3 separate regions of the Mus musculus genome follow, and all the other regions are linked to region 1. Evidence: chromatin contacts called from public HiChIP or PLAC-seq and promoter capture Hi-C data. All regions are on one chromosome and are shown on one strand. Each heading gives the region's core, a stretch centred on a gene start, on an enhancer-like site or on the middle of the called end of the contact. The rest is flanking DNA. Distances are from core to core; before and after follow the strand shown. Region 1 holds the start of Cyp24a1 (cytochrome P450, family 24, subfamily a, polypeptide 1). Region 2 holds the start of Bmp7 (bone morphogenetic protein 7). Region 3 holds the start of Spo11 (SPO11 meiotic protein covalently bound to DSB).

Region 1 (3,728 bases), core at 586-3,085:
GCAATAGAAATAATGATACATATGGATGTCGATGCTGAAGAGTCAGGCTGGGTTAGAAACTGGGATCCAAATGCCATTGGGGCTACTAATGTCTGTGACAATGGGCAGGGGGGTGGGGGTGGGGTTACGGTTCTTTCACGTGTTTTTGATGTTGAGCTGAAGTGAAATTTGTCTCCTGGCACATACACAGCAGAGAGCTGCCTTGTCTGGCCTCAGTAGGAAAGGATATGCCTAATCCTGCCAGAGACATGATAAACCACGAGGGTGGGGGTGGGGGGTATCCTCTCAGAGGTGAAGGGGAAGTGGAGGGAGGAAGTGTGAGGGGATGGGGGAGGGGGCAGCATTTGGGAGGTAAATACATAAATAAATTATCAATCAATAAATAAGTATTGGAGTGAAATTCCAGTTTTGTCACAGGCTCTTGAAAGTCTAACATATGGTACTTTCACATGGCCTACAGTGCACTACATATATTATAAAATGTATGTTTCACAGAAACACAAGAGACTACATGAACTTATAGTGCATGCCGTATACACGACAGTGCATATTAACATTGATCTAGTGGATTTCATATAAATTATTGCATATATGCAGTTTTTGTTTGTTTGTTAGCACGACCTCTTAGGGGAAATTCGAGACGACAGTATTGGAGCACAAATCACAAATTTGCAAAAGCCTTTCCAGAAGCAGACAGGTGTTTACGGAAGACTTTGCTATTGCTTGGGTCACAGTAACCTTCGGTCAGGTGACTGGAAAGCCGAGGAGGAAAGTCTCTGCCTCCTGCCTGGTTGCTGGCGCTTGGCATTGGAACAGCAGGAAACAATATGAGTCACTTTAAATCAGTGAAGACCAATTTCCTTTCCAGAATTAGGAAAGTGAGCTCTAATCTATCCAGATACAAAAGCAAGGGTGCATCTGTGGCTAACTCTGCCTGCTTTAGGGAGAAAGTGGGGGCGCTTAGGAATCGGTGGGTGCCTCTGCTCTGCGAAGGGTGGGCGGTGTGCAAGAAGGAAAGGCTTAAGGGGACATTGGGAAGCACTCCAAAGGAACCAAGCCATGCCCTCAAGGCACTCCACAGTCTCCCGCAGAACTAAAGCCACTAGCATCCTTTGTTGAGGACATACACCTGTGTACGTGCATTCATTTATTCGGTTCCCTAACAACCCAACCCGAAGCATCGAGGAATCTGGTAAGGAAATTCTGCAAATCGCATTGGGCTTTCTTGCCTAGCTTAAGACCCTGGGTAAGAAAATTATCTCCGCCCCCCCCCCCCCCCCACTTGTTGGTATATCCTAGTAAGTTTCAAATCCTCTCTTCCTTCAGAGGCTCAAAAAGGCAACATTCATCCAAAGGAAGTCCAGCTCAGGCTACGAAAACTTGTCTCCCGGGATGTTGGGAGGCAGGCTCGCTCTCCACTCTCTTGGCAAGCGCGGGCGGTCTTCCGCACTGTCCTCAGGAACCTTGCCCGCCCTGAGTGGCGATTGTGCAAGCGCAGCCTTGGGCTCCTGCAAGGCCGGCTGCAACCTGCAGGAGGAGGGAGAGGAGGCGTGCTCGCAGCGCACCCGCTGAACCCTGGGCTCGACTCGCCTTTCTCAGGTTATCTCCGGGGTGGAGTCCACCACGGTGCGTCCGCCGGGCCAGCAGCGTGTCGGTCACCCGAGGCCCCGGCGCCCTCACTCACCTCGCTGACTCCATCCTCTTTCCACACCCGCCCCCCGCGTCCCTCCCATCCTTGCCAGTCGGTCCCCCTCCGCCCTTATTCAGCGTGCTCATTGGCCACCTCCAGCATGCCCTGTTCCCATAAATACGAGGTCCCTAAGCCCGGGAGCTCGGGGAGGCACAAGGAGGTACATCAGACCTGGCGGCATCCCTTCGACCCTCCTTGACCCCTCGTGGCTTTAGACCTTAGAAGTCAAATTTGCAAAGCCACAGAGTACTCGGGCCAAACCCCGGCCGCTCTTCCCCAGCCACTGTGGCCAGCTCAGGGCAGGGACCTGCGCCCTAAACAACTGCACCTTGCAGCATCCCTGGGCATCTGCCTCTTCCAAGTCCATCCTGTTGTACAGTATTTTACCACACCCGCGGCTTCTGTTTGCCTCTCTTCCCCAAATCGCCAAAACTTCAGAACCCAACAGCACTTCCGAAATACCTTACCCATTTCAGTCCCTACTGCTCCTCGAGTGTCACGGGTCGCCTGCTACTATGAGCTGCCCCATTGACAAAAGGCGCCCCCTGATCGCTTTCCTGCGCCGGCTGCGGGACCTCGGGCAACCCCCAAGGTCCGTGACATCCAAGGCGCACGTGAAGCGTGCGCCAAAAGAGGTGCCCCTCTGCCCGCTGATGACCGACGGTGAGACTCGGAACGTCACCTCCTTACCTGGACCCACCAACTGGCCACTGCTGGGCAGCCTACTGGAGATTTTTTGGAAAGGTGGCCTGAAGAAACAGCACGACACACTGGTAAATAGTTTGTTTCCTAATCACCTATTGTCCCCTGTTCCCTATTCCTTCCGGTCGGGGTGGCAGGGGGAGCTCAGGTCAGCAGCTCGAGGCAGAAGCGCCCGGGGCACCTGAGGATGCGCGCTGATGGCATTTGGCCCGCCCCGCTGCAGGCAGAGTACCACAAGAAGTATGGCCAGATTTTCCGGATGAAGCTGGGCTCCTTCGACTCGGTGCATCTGGGCTCGCCGAGCCTGCTGGAAGCTCTGTACCGCACAGAGAGCGCGCATCCCCAGCGGCTAGAGATCAAACCCTGGAAAGCCTATCGGGACCATCGCAACGAAGCCTACGGGCTGATGATCCTGTGAGTCAGTCCCCTCTGCTGGACGGAGACGATGGGAGGCTGGACGTGCGGGACAGTGGGGAAGGGGAGTCGTTAGAGTTCCCTGGGACGTATGGACAACGAATATAAAGCCCCTGCTCTACCTAGAGCTGGTGCCATCCTGAAATTGTGCTGTAGAGAGTGGGTTCCCCTCACAAGCTATTCAGTGAAGGGATGCACACATGCTGCCTCCCCCAACAGGACACATCAAAAGCACCATGCCCGCTTTATTTGGGCTTCACCTTCCAGGTGTCGTCTTGGGCAAGACTTAACCCTAACGTCAAACCAAATATTTTAACGTTGTTTGACAATTTTATACGTGTTTATAATGTATTTCCGGTCGCATTCATCACTCAGTGCCCTCTCTGATACTCCCACCCACTCCTATTGAGATTCTCCCTTGTCCCAACAATTCTCTCTCCTATTTTCATGTTGTTTTTATTTTGTGTTTATAACTCCCTGAGTTTGCTCGCATGACCATAGGTGGGGGTCATTTAGAGCACAGACATCTTGTCAGAGCCTACACCACTGAGGAAAATAACTACCATAAACTATCAGCTCACGGAGAGACACAGTGAGCCTCTTTCGGGTCAGTGATGGCTGATGGCGGCCGCGAATATTCATTGAGAGCTAAGATTCCTGAGACTTTTCCAGGCGATCTTCAGGGTTAGTTTTTGCGCTCCCCGAATCACTGCGCAGCCTCTTTCGTGGTGCTCTAAGCATACCCCTTCTCTGCAGGGAAGGACAGGAGTGGCAGCGGGTCCGCAGCGCCTTCCAAAAGAAACTCATGAAGCCCGTGGAAATCATGAAGCTGGACAAGAAAATCAATGAGGTTTGTGCACTGGGGCCAGCTTTCCTGCGGCTCTCTGCGACAGAGAGCTGTTAACCGGGGGACTTTGGGTCA
Region 2 (3,786 bases), core at 779-3,278, 2.4 Mb before region 1:
GTGCCCTATCTCTCCCTTCTTCGGTGCCTCCTCCGACTGGGCTCTGACGCTTCTCAGAGAGAAGCAAAGGGAAAGACTGCTTGCTACCCTTCTGTTCCGGACCTTACTGAAGGTCCTTAGTGTTTCCAGGGGCCCAAGAACCAGGTAGCCGTGGAGGTTGCCATGCTTGCCTGCCCACTCACCCAACGTTCTCCTGCCTGGCCTGTGTGTGGCACCCATGCAGGCCACAGAAGGCCACACACAGCCTTCAGGATGAGGGCAGGGCCCCTTTGTTTATTCAATATCAAGAACTGTAACATGGTCACCGGAGGTCATGTCTCCAGCTCGCAGCCTGCTTGGCCTCAGATCACCCACCACAGCAGGTCCAGGGAGGGGCCTCTCAGGTCTGCACTGGCCAGGGACTCAGTACTGGTGGCATCCAAGGCCTGGGCTAAGACCTGCATGTCTCTTTTAGCCCCTCAGACAGTCACATCACCTAAAATTCCTACCAAGGAGCCCTGAGAGACCTAGGTAGTTATCTCTGTTCCAGGAAGCCTGAAAGACCAGGCTTCCCATCTCACCCTAGGACTTCAAGAGGGACCCCCTACTCAAGGCCCTTCCCCAGCCCCTACTTGCCATTTTACCACCCCTGAAACGCTTGGCTTGTCGCCCACCTTCAGCAAAGCAGGAAGCCTGGCTCACCATCCCCACTCACTCACTGCCATTCTGGGTGAAGGCTGCTTTGCTCCCATTTTTCAGATTAGGAAACGGAGGCTCCAAAGAGCAGCAATCCACTGAGAGACCCAGTATCTGTCTGGGACGTTTCCTCCTGGGAGGAGAGGGAGGCTAGTCCTTTGAGACAGGAAAATGCAGTCGGGAGCTCTTCTGAACTTGGGTACCAACTGCCTACTCCTCAGGCCCTACCTGGGGCTAGGGGTGGGGTTGTTAGACAGTGAGGTACCAAAGGACTCATGTCAGGACCCCGCCCCCCCAAGAGAGGAGGGGGGTGGGAACATTCTCTAGTCCCAGATTTCACTTATGTACTCTGTAGAGCTGCAGCATCTGGGGTTTGAAGGCTTTGGGTTAAAAGATACTTGGGAAGGAAAAGCCGAGAAGTACCTGGGCCCGGATCCCTTGGGTGCTGGACTTGAGGGGAGGTGTGTGTGTGTGTGTGTGTGTGTGCGCGTGTGTGTGTGTGTGTGTGTGTGTATGTGTGTGTGTGTTGGGGGAGTGAAGTGTAGAAAGAACTTTATCTCCACATTATCTCTGCCAGTCCTGGAAGGTTCCCAGAGGAAGTGGCACCCGAGGGGGGAGGGGCAGGGAGAGAACGTTCCCCGAGGAACAAAAGCCAGGATAGCAGAGGGGCAAGCGGTGGGGGTACCGAGGGGGTTTTGCATGACTGGAGCAAATGGAGTGTTGGGGGGGGGGCGGTTCGAAAGATGAGCCAGGTCCAAGAGTGGCCACCTCCGAGGAGCCTTCTCGGATTCCTGCGCTCCCTCCCGGATGCTTTCCTAGCACAGCCCTTAGTTGCTACACTTTGGCCACTTCCAAGTGCGAGTCCCGAGAGAGCTGGGCAGATTGGGATTCTTCTCTCTGGGTCCCTGCGGCGTCTGTCCCAGTGCCGGACACCCGGTGGGCACTCGGTAAATATTTGTAGAGCGCCCTGGGAGGAATGAATGAAGCCATTGGGCCAGGCTTGGGGAGGGCGGGGACAGGCGCAGGTGGGAGGCAGCGGGAGCGGGAGGGGCGGGGAAGTCAGTCCTCCCGCTCCTCCCCCGCTCCCCGGCCCCAGCGCGCCCAACTCCGGGGCTCCCGAGGCGGCGGGCGGGCGATCCGGGCGCGCAGGGCCCTTGTATTGGGCACGCGGGAGATCGGAAAGGGGTTTGTTGCTGGTGCCCGCGGGCCCGAGCGCGATCAGAGCGGGAGGAGGGAGCTAGGGTTCGCTCAGCGCCCAGCTGCCTCTCCGGCACTCGCTCTCCGGACTTGTAGGTCTGCAAGCTGCTGCTCCTCCCACCCCGGCCCGCCTCCTCGCTCTCTTGCTCGCTCTCTGGAGTTGCTGTGCTAGCCTTGCCGTGCGTCCTGGCGAGTGCGGGCCGAGGGGCCCCGGGCCAGAACTGAGTAAAGGACAGGGGCGTCCCGGGCAAAGCGCAGCCGGCCGGGGAGTGGCCATGTGTGGCGAGGCCGCCTTGAAGCTCGCCTGCAGCAAGTGACCTCGGGTCGTGGACCGCTGCCCTGCCCCCTCCGCTGCCACCTGGGGCGGCGCGGGCCCGGTGCCCCGGATCGCGCGTAGAGCCGGCGCGATGCACGTGCGCTCGCTGCGCGCTGCGGCGCCACACAGCTTCGTGGCGCTCTGGGCGCCTCTGTTCTTGCTGCGCTCCGCCCTGGCCGATTTCAGCCTGGACAACGAGGTGCACTCCAGCTTCATCCACCGGCGCCTCCGCAGCCAGGAGCGGCGGGAGATGCAGCGGGAGATCCTGTCCATCTTAGGGTTGCCCCATCGCCCGCGCCCGCACCTCCAGGGAAAGCATAATTCGGCGCCCATGTTCATGTTGGACCTGTACAACGCCATGGCGGTGGAGGAGAGCGGGCCGGACGGACAGGGCTTCTCCTACCCCTACAAGGCCGTCTTCAGTACCCAGGGCCCCCCTTTAGCCAGCCTGCAGGACAGCCACTTCCTCACTGACGCCGACATGGTCATGAGCTTCGTCAACCTAGGTGAGTGGCGGTGGGAGGGGATATATTTCAGACTGGGGCCACTTTGGGACTGGGAGAGGGTCTCTGCTTACAGCCACTGTGGTCCACCTTTCCATTTGCAAAGCATCAGTGCCCGCCAGAGACTCTTCGCCCCGGGGTCTTAGTAGACTTTAAGCTCTGTGCGTCTCGGATAAGTCTTGCTGGCTCGGAGGGTTTGTCCGGGCTATCCGGAGGGTGCACCCCCAGCCCTGAGTCTCTGTCTGCTCCGCCGCGGGTTCATCTCACTCAGGGGCGGGAGGTCCCGGCTCGGCAGCGGCTTAGTTCAAAGCGCCCGGCTGGGTCATGTGAGCTGAACCGGCTTCAGCGGCCCGCGCTACCTGGATTTAAAGGGCCCTTGTGGGCAAAGCTGCCTTCCCGCCTTTCCTCTGCCCCTCTGAGGCCAGCTTGGTTCTGACATCCCGCGCATCCCCTTTTCTTCCCCTCTCTGACCCTACCTGTCCCATTGCGGAGCGCTGGTTTCGGCGTGCGCTCGGAGTGCCGCGGGGCTCCTCGCCTAGCCGCCAGTCGCCCACCTTTGGACTCTCGGCTGGAGCCGGGGAAAGAACGTTGCCATTGCGAGTTTTCTATTTTAAATGTTTAATGATAGGTCCCGGGCGGGCAGAATCCATTTTCAGCGTTTATCACGTGTGGCGCGCAAACCACGGGTTTTGGCGATTGGGTGGCTGGGGACCTCGGAACAGAGGCCGCCATGGAATGGCTGGGGAACCCGTTTCCCTGCTGGAGTTCCAGCCAACCCAGTGAGTGATGCGAGGCTGGGTTGCGGCTGGTCTGAGACAGCTCCCCCTGCAGCTGTGCGCGCACACGTATTCAACTTGCTCAAACTAACCCCCAGCCGTGCGCTGTGGGGCAGATCATCAAATATTTGGCTTTGGTGATAACAAGTCCTGATAGTGCCGTTTCCTGTGTCGCTTTTATTCTGCTTGTGGAAGTTGCTGAGAAAACCCCAGGTCAAGACACCAAACGCACCATGGGCTCCCGCCGTGTCAACTTGGAAATAATGAAGCTTGAAGACCACCCCTCCCTCGCTGGGCACCCGGGGCTCGGAAGGGATCT
Region 3 (3,812 bases), core at 276-2,775, 2.5 Mb before region 1:
ACTTACTTCAATGTCGCTGAACTTCAATACAGACTTGGCTTGAAATACTACTGTAAAAATGTTTTAACTGAGGATGATGTAAGACTAGCTTTGAACTTCCTTCCCAAGAATTCAATGCAGAAACATTAACACACATATACGCTCCTGCAAGTGAGCAAGCGCGCTCGCTCTCACACACATACATACTTTCTTATAGCACATTGCCCTAAAATTGATATCATGACTAAAAATTAACCATCTTAAATTGTAATGATTCAAAAGGAAAAAAATTAATCACTACAAGAAAAGAAAAAAAAATGAATTTTGTACTAAATAGTTCACTTGGCCACAAAAAAATCATGCCTCTTTACCACAAAATATCAAGACTGAACCCAGCTTTCTCCAGCTGGCTGTTAATTTCACAAACCATCAGTTTAAAAAAAATATATATCTCAATCATTTTAAGCAACATTGGCACATTGCCTAAGGAGGAAAGCCAAGCTAAACAAAGAAGATGGGCAAAATGTTGAGTTTTAACAACCACACAATTCTCAACGTTTCTACTGTGTGTATGTGGGGGGGGGGATAGATCAGAAAATGGATTTTAAAACATTTACTATTTTCTAACACAATTTTTTTCAAAGTTTGGAATAGGCTGAGACAAATACTGAAGGTCAAGATATAGTCAGGTGAACCGTAGGAGAGTCTCTGTAGTTGGTTGTGAAGAAATTACTTACAATATGTTCATCTGTTCCCTTCAGGTTAAAAAAAAAAAAGTCTTATTATAAATTACTTAAAATGTGATGATGTCCTTGTTAGTTCTGAGAAATTAATTAGTGGTAGTTCAGAGAGTAAACGCTTTTCACTTTCTCTTTCCTCTTCTATCCCTCACTCCCAAACCTATTTTACACACACACACACACACACACACACACACACACAATTTTTTTTCAACATGGGGTTTCTCTGTCTAACAGCCCTGGCTATTCTGGAACTACTGATTTCAAACTCAGAAACCTGCCTGCCTCAGCCTCCCGGTGCTGAAATTAAAGCCCAGCTTTCATTTAAAACAAAAACAAAAACAAACAAAACAAAACAAGACAAAGCCCCATAAATCCAAAGCAAGTCTCAAGCTCTCTGACTATAAAGGACACTGATAAACCTAGGAACTAAGCCAGAGCGGGGCGCCTGGAACATTCTAGAAAACATCTGGTGTGTACAGGGTCCCGGTCACCACCAGGGAGCACTAGGGAGCACCGACTTCGGGGCTCGGACGTGGCCTCCGACGCTCTCCCCACGGAGGCCACCTCGGCGCCACGAGGAACCTTCCCGGGCTTTCCATGGCCCTGCCGAGCTGCTGTACCTAGAGGCCACGCGGGTGGCCCCGGCAGGGGTCTCCCCTGCGCCTCTCTTCACCATGGCCAACAGGGAAGCCCTGTGCCGATCCAGGGCGTCGAAGAACGAGGCCTCGGGCCCCATAGGCGCGAACGCCATAATGGCGGATGCGGAGCCGCTCTGAGGCCTCCTGCCCCTGCGAACCTTTCCGCGCTCTAGCCACGCGCATGCGCACTGCACCACTGACCGCGGGACAGCCCGCGGAGCAGAGTGCGCAGGCGCAGGGGCCTCTGAGGCGCCCCCCCAACACACACACACACACACACACACACACACACACACACACACACACACACACACACACACTACCCTTCAGGGAGGACATGAAGCTCTCAGATGCAGATCTCTGGGGTCGAGGTTTTCTTGGTCTGATAACTTAGGGGAAATAATACTTGCAAAGCTCTTTTGGGGGGTCATTTGGGGAGGTAATAATTACAACTTTTCACTAGGACGGTCATGGACCTGGGGATAGGTATGGGAGAAGGGAAACATTTCTGCCTGGTTTGGCTTCCTGCCTCTGTACCAGGTCCTCTCCACCTGCCTCCTCCTGTGTGCCGGGATTAAAGGCTTTTTACTGTCCAAAACATGTTTGGGATTTGCTTTTATTAAGAAGATTGTCGTTGGGGAAAGCTCGGCGTTAAGAATTTTAATGCACTTGTAGAGAGCCTAGGTTCATTCATTTCTTAGGACCCCCGCCAGGCAACTCATATCTGCCTAAAACTACACTTCCATGGGACCTCATGCCCTCTGGCCTCTGTGGGTTCCTGCATGCATGTGGTACTCACACATAAAAATATTTTTTTAAAAAAAGTGAATTTTTAAAAATATATAAAAAGTTGTTGCTTATCTGAAAATAGTATTTCCATCCTAAGCCTTAATAGCGTGAATATCACTTCCTCTCCTTGCAGACCTACGGTAAGACATGTCTCGCTTTATTCTCTCTGAGCCTTCTAGAGCAGAAGGTGGGATTTCTGAAGTCCTAGAGGAGCCTTGACTCTTAGAACCGTATCCTTAACAAAGAGAGACTGGGATGAGGTAAAAAACTGACTGGACCAAAGTGGCTTGAATCAAGGTGTATGAGAGATGCTGGGACTGATCCCGTGAGAGCCACCTGACCACAGGCCCCAGTTGATAGTTTTTATTTCTAATAGTCTAGTGGCAGAAATAACAGCCTCCTCTCTGCATGCCCATGCTGAGGCATCCCTTCCCTCTGAGGGACCAGCCACACTTCCCTATACTATTCTGTAGTATAGAATAGAGTTTATTTAGGGCATGGATGGGGAAGGGAGTTGAGAGAAAGGGGGGGTGGGGATAGAGGAGTAGAGGCTGGCTATGAGCACATGGGGGGGAGGAAGGGGGGAGGGAAATGGGGAAAGAGGGGGAAGAGGGGAAGAGAGCAAGGACAGGAGAGCAAGAGAGAGAGAGAGAGAGAGAGGAGGGGGCAAGCAACCCCTTTTATAATGAGTCAGGCCCAGCTGGCTATTGCCAAGTAACTATGGAGTGGAGCCTAGGCTAAAAGCCAACACTGCGTGTGTGTGTGTGTGTGTGTGTGTGTGTGTGTGTGTGTGTGTGTGTGTGTGTGAGACCTGTGTGAAGAGCCTTTCTTTATCATTATCACACTCCTTCCTGTTGCCTCTCATGTGCTATGCAGTGCTGGTTACCAGAGGGATGAGGGAGCTAGGTCTCTGTCCTCAGGAAGCCCTCAGCCCAAGGAGATGCAGCAACTGAACACAAACGGGCGAACCTCAGGTAAGTGTACCAGGAGATAGGTACACTTGAAATGAGTAGGGAAAACTCACCCTCATTTTCTGGATGGAGAGTCTGGGCTCAGAAAGGTTGAGAGCTGCATGCGAGGCTGAGCATGCGAGCCGGTTCTCCAAGAGGGAGGCTTTGATGCCAGGTTCATGTCAGATCCTGGGGAACCCAGGGGCCTCCAGGGGTCTGGCTCAGGGTGGGCTGGCATTTTGCAGGGTTCTTCCTGGCGGAACTAGCCCTTTGTCCTGAGTGGTGGCCTTTTTGTTTGTTTGGTTGGTTGGTTTGGTTTTGGTTTTAGTTTTCCTCCGGAGGACAGCCACACAACAGGCAAGCTTCAGAAGGACTTGAAGAGGGAGGGCAAGGTGACATCACAGCTTTCTTCTGAGTTTCACACACGGCTCCCCTTTTATGTCCCTTGGAGACAGACCTGAATCGCAGGTCTACAGACTCCACCAGAGGCCTCTCTCCTCCTCTGGGACTTTTGAAAAGTTCTGAGGTGGCTGGAGGGCTAGGGAGGAGCCTGCAGATGAACAAAGATGCCTAAACCTGCAGATCCTTTGAGAGAGACTCAGGGTTTGGGTGCCTGGCGGGGGTTCCCACCTCCGTGACAAAGGTGGGGGGAGGGAGCGTTCTGCCAGCAGCTGCATCTGCCTCTGCCCTGCAGGCATCCTGCCTCGTTCTGT

The links. HiChIP or PLAC-seq counts read pairs in DNA pulled down with a chosen protein or histone mark. Capture Hi-C pulls out chosen DNA fragments and counts their contacts.
Region 2: a contact with region 1 is called in an H3K4me3 HiChIP or PLAC-seq map of embryonic forebrain, with 4 times the contacts expected there. The contact joins the promoter of Bmp7 here to the promoter of Cyp24a1 in region 1. A contact is called at or near these places in 2 of 39 promoter capture datasets (hippocampal neurons and pre-B cells) and 1 of 115 datasets of contacts at active chromatin or transcription factors (embryonic forebrain).
Region 3: a promoter capture Hi-C map of liver shows a contact between it and region 1, with 4 times the contacts expected there. The contact joins the promoter of Spo11 here to the promoter of Cyp24a1 in region 1. A contact is called at or near these places in 1 of 39 promoter capture datasets (hippocampal neurons) and 1 of 9 other capture datasets (liver).

The regions. Positions count from the first base shown.
Region 1 is chr2:170,495,252-170,498,979 of GRCm38.p6, reverse strand. It overlaps Cyp24a1 (cytochrome P450, family 24, subfamily a, polypeptide 1), which reads left to right and starts at 1,835. Exons shown (of 12, transcript NM_009996.4): 1 at 1,835-2,463; 2 at 2,616-2,806; 3 at 3,563-3,656. The coding sequence starts at 2,206. It also overlaps a transcript of Pfdn4 not described here.
Region 2 is chr2:172,938,563-172,942,348 of GRCm38.p6, reverse strand. It overlaps Bmp7 (bone morphogenetic protein 7), which reads left to right and starts at 2,028. Exons shown (of 7, transcript NM_007557.3): 1 at 2,028-2,694. The coding sequence starts at 2,280. It overlaps Gm40010 (a long non-coding RNA gene), which reads left to right and starts at 2,704. Exons shown (of 3, transcript XR_867069.2): 1 at 2,704-3,786.
Region 3 is chr2:172,977,555-172,981,366 of GRCm38.p6, reverse strand. It overlaps Spo11 (SPO11 meiotic protein covalently bound to DSB), which reads right to left and starts at 1,525. Exons shown (of 13, transcript NM_012046.2): 1 at 1,343-1,525. The coding sequence starts at 1,473. Gm52538 (a long non-coding RNA gene) reads left to right here and starts at 2,247. Exons shown (of 3, transcript XR_003953974.1): 1 at 2,247-2,289; 2 at 3,026-3,123.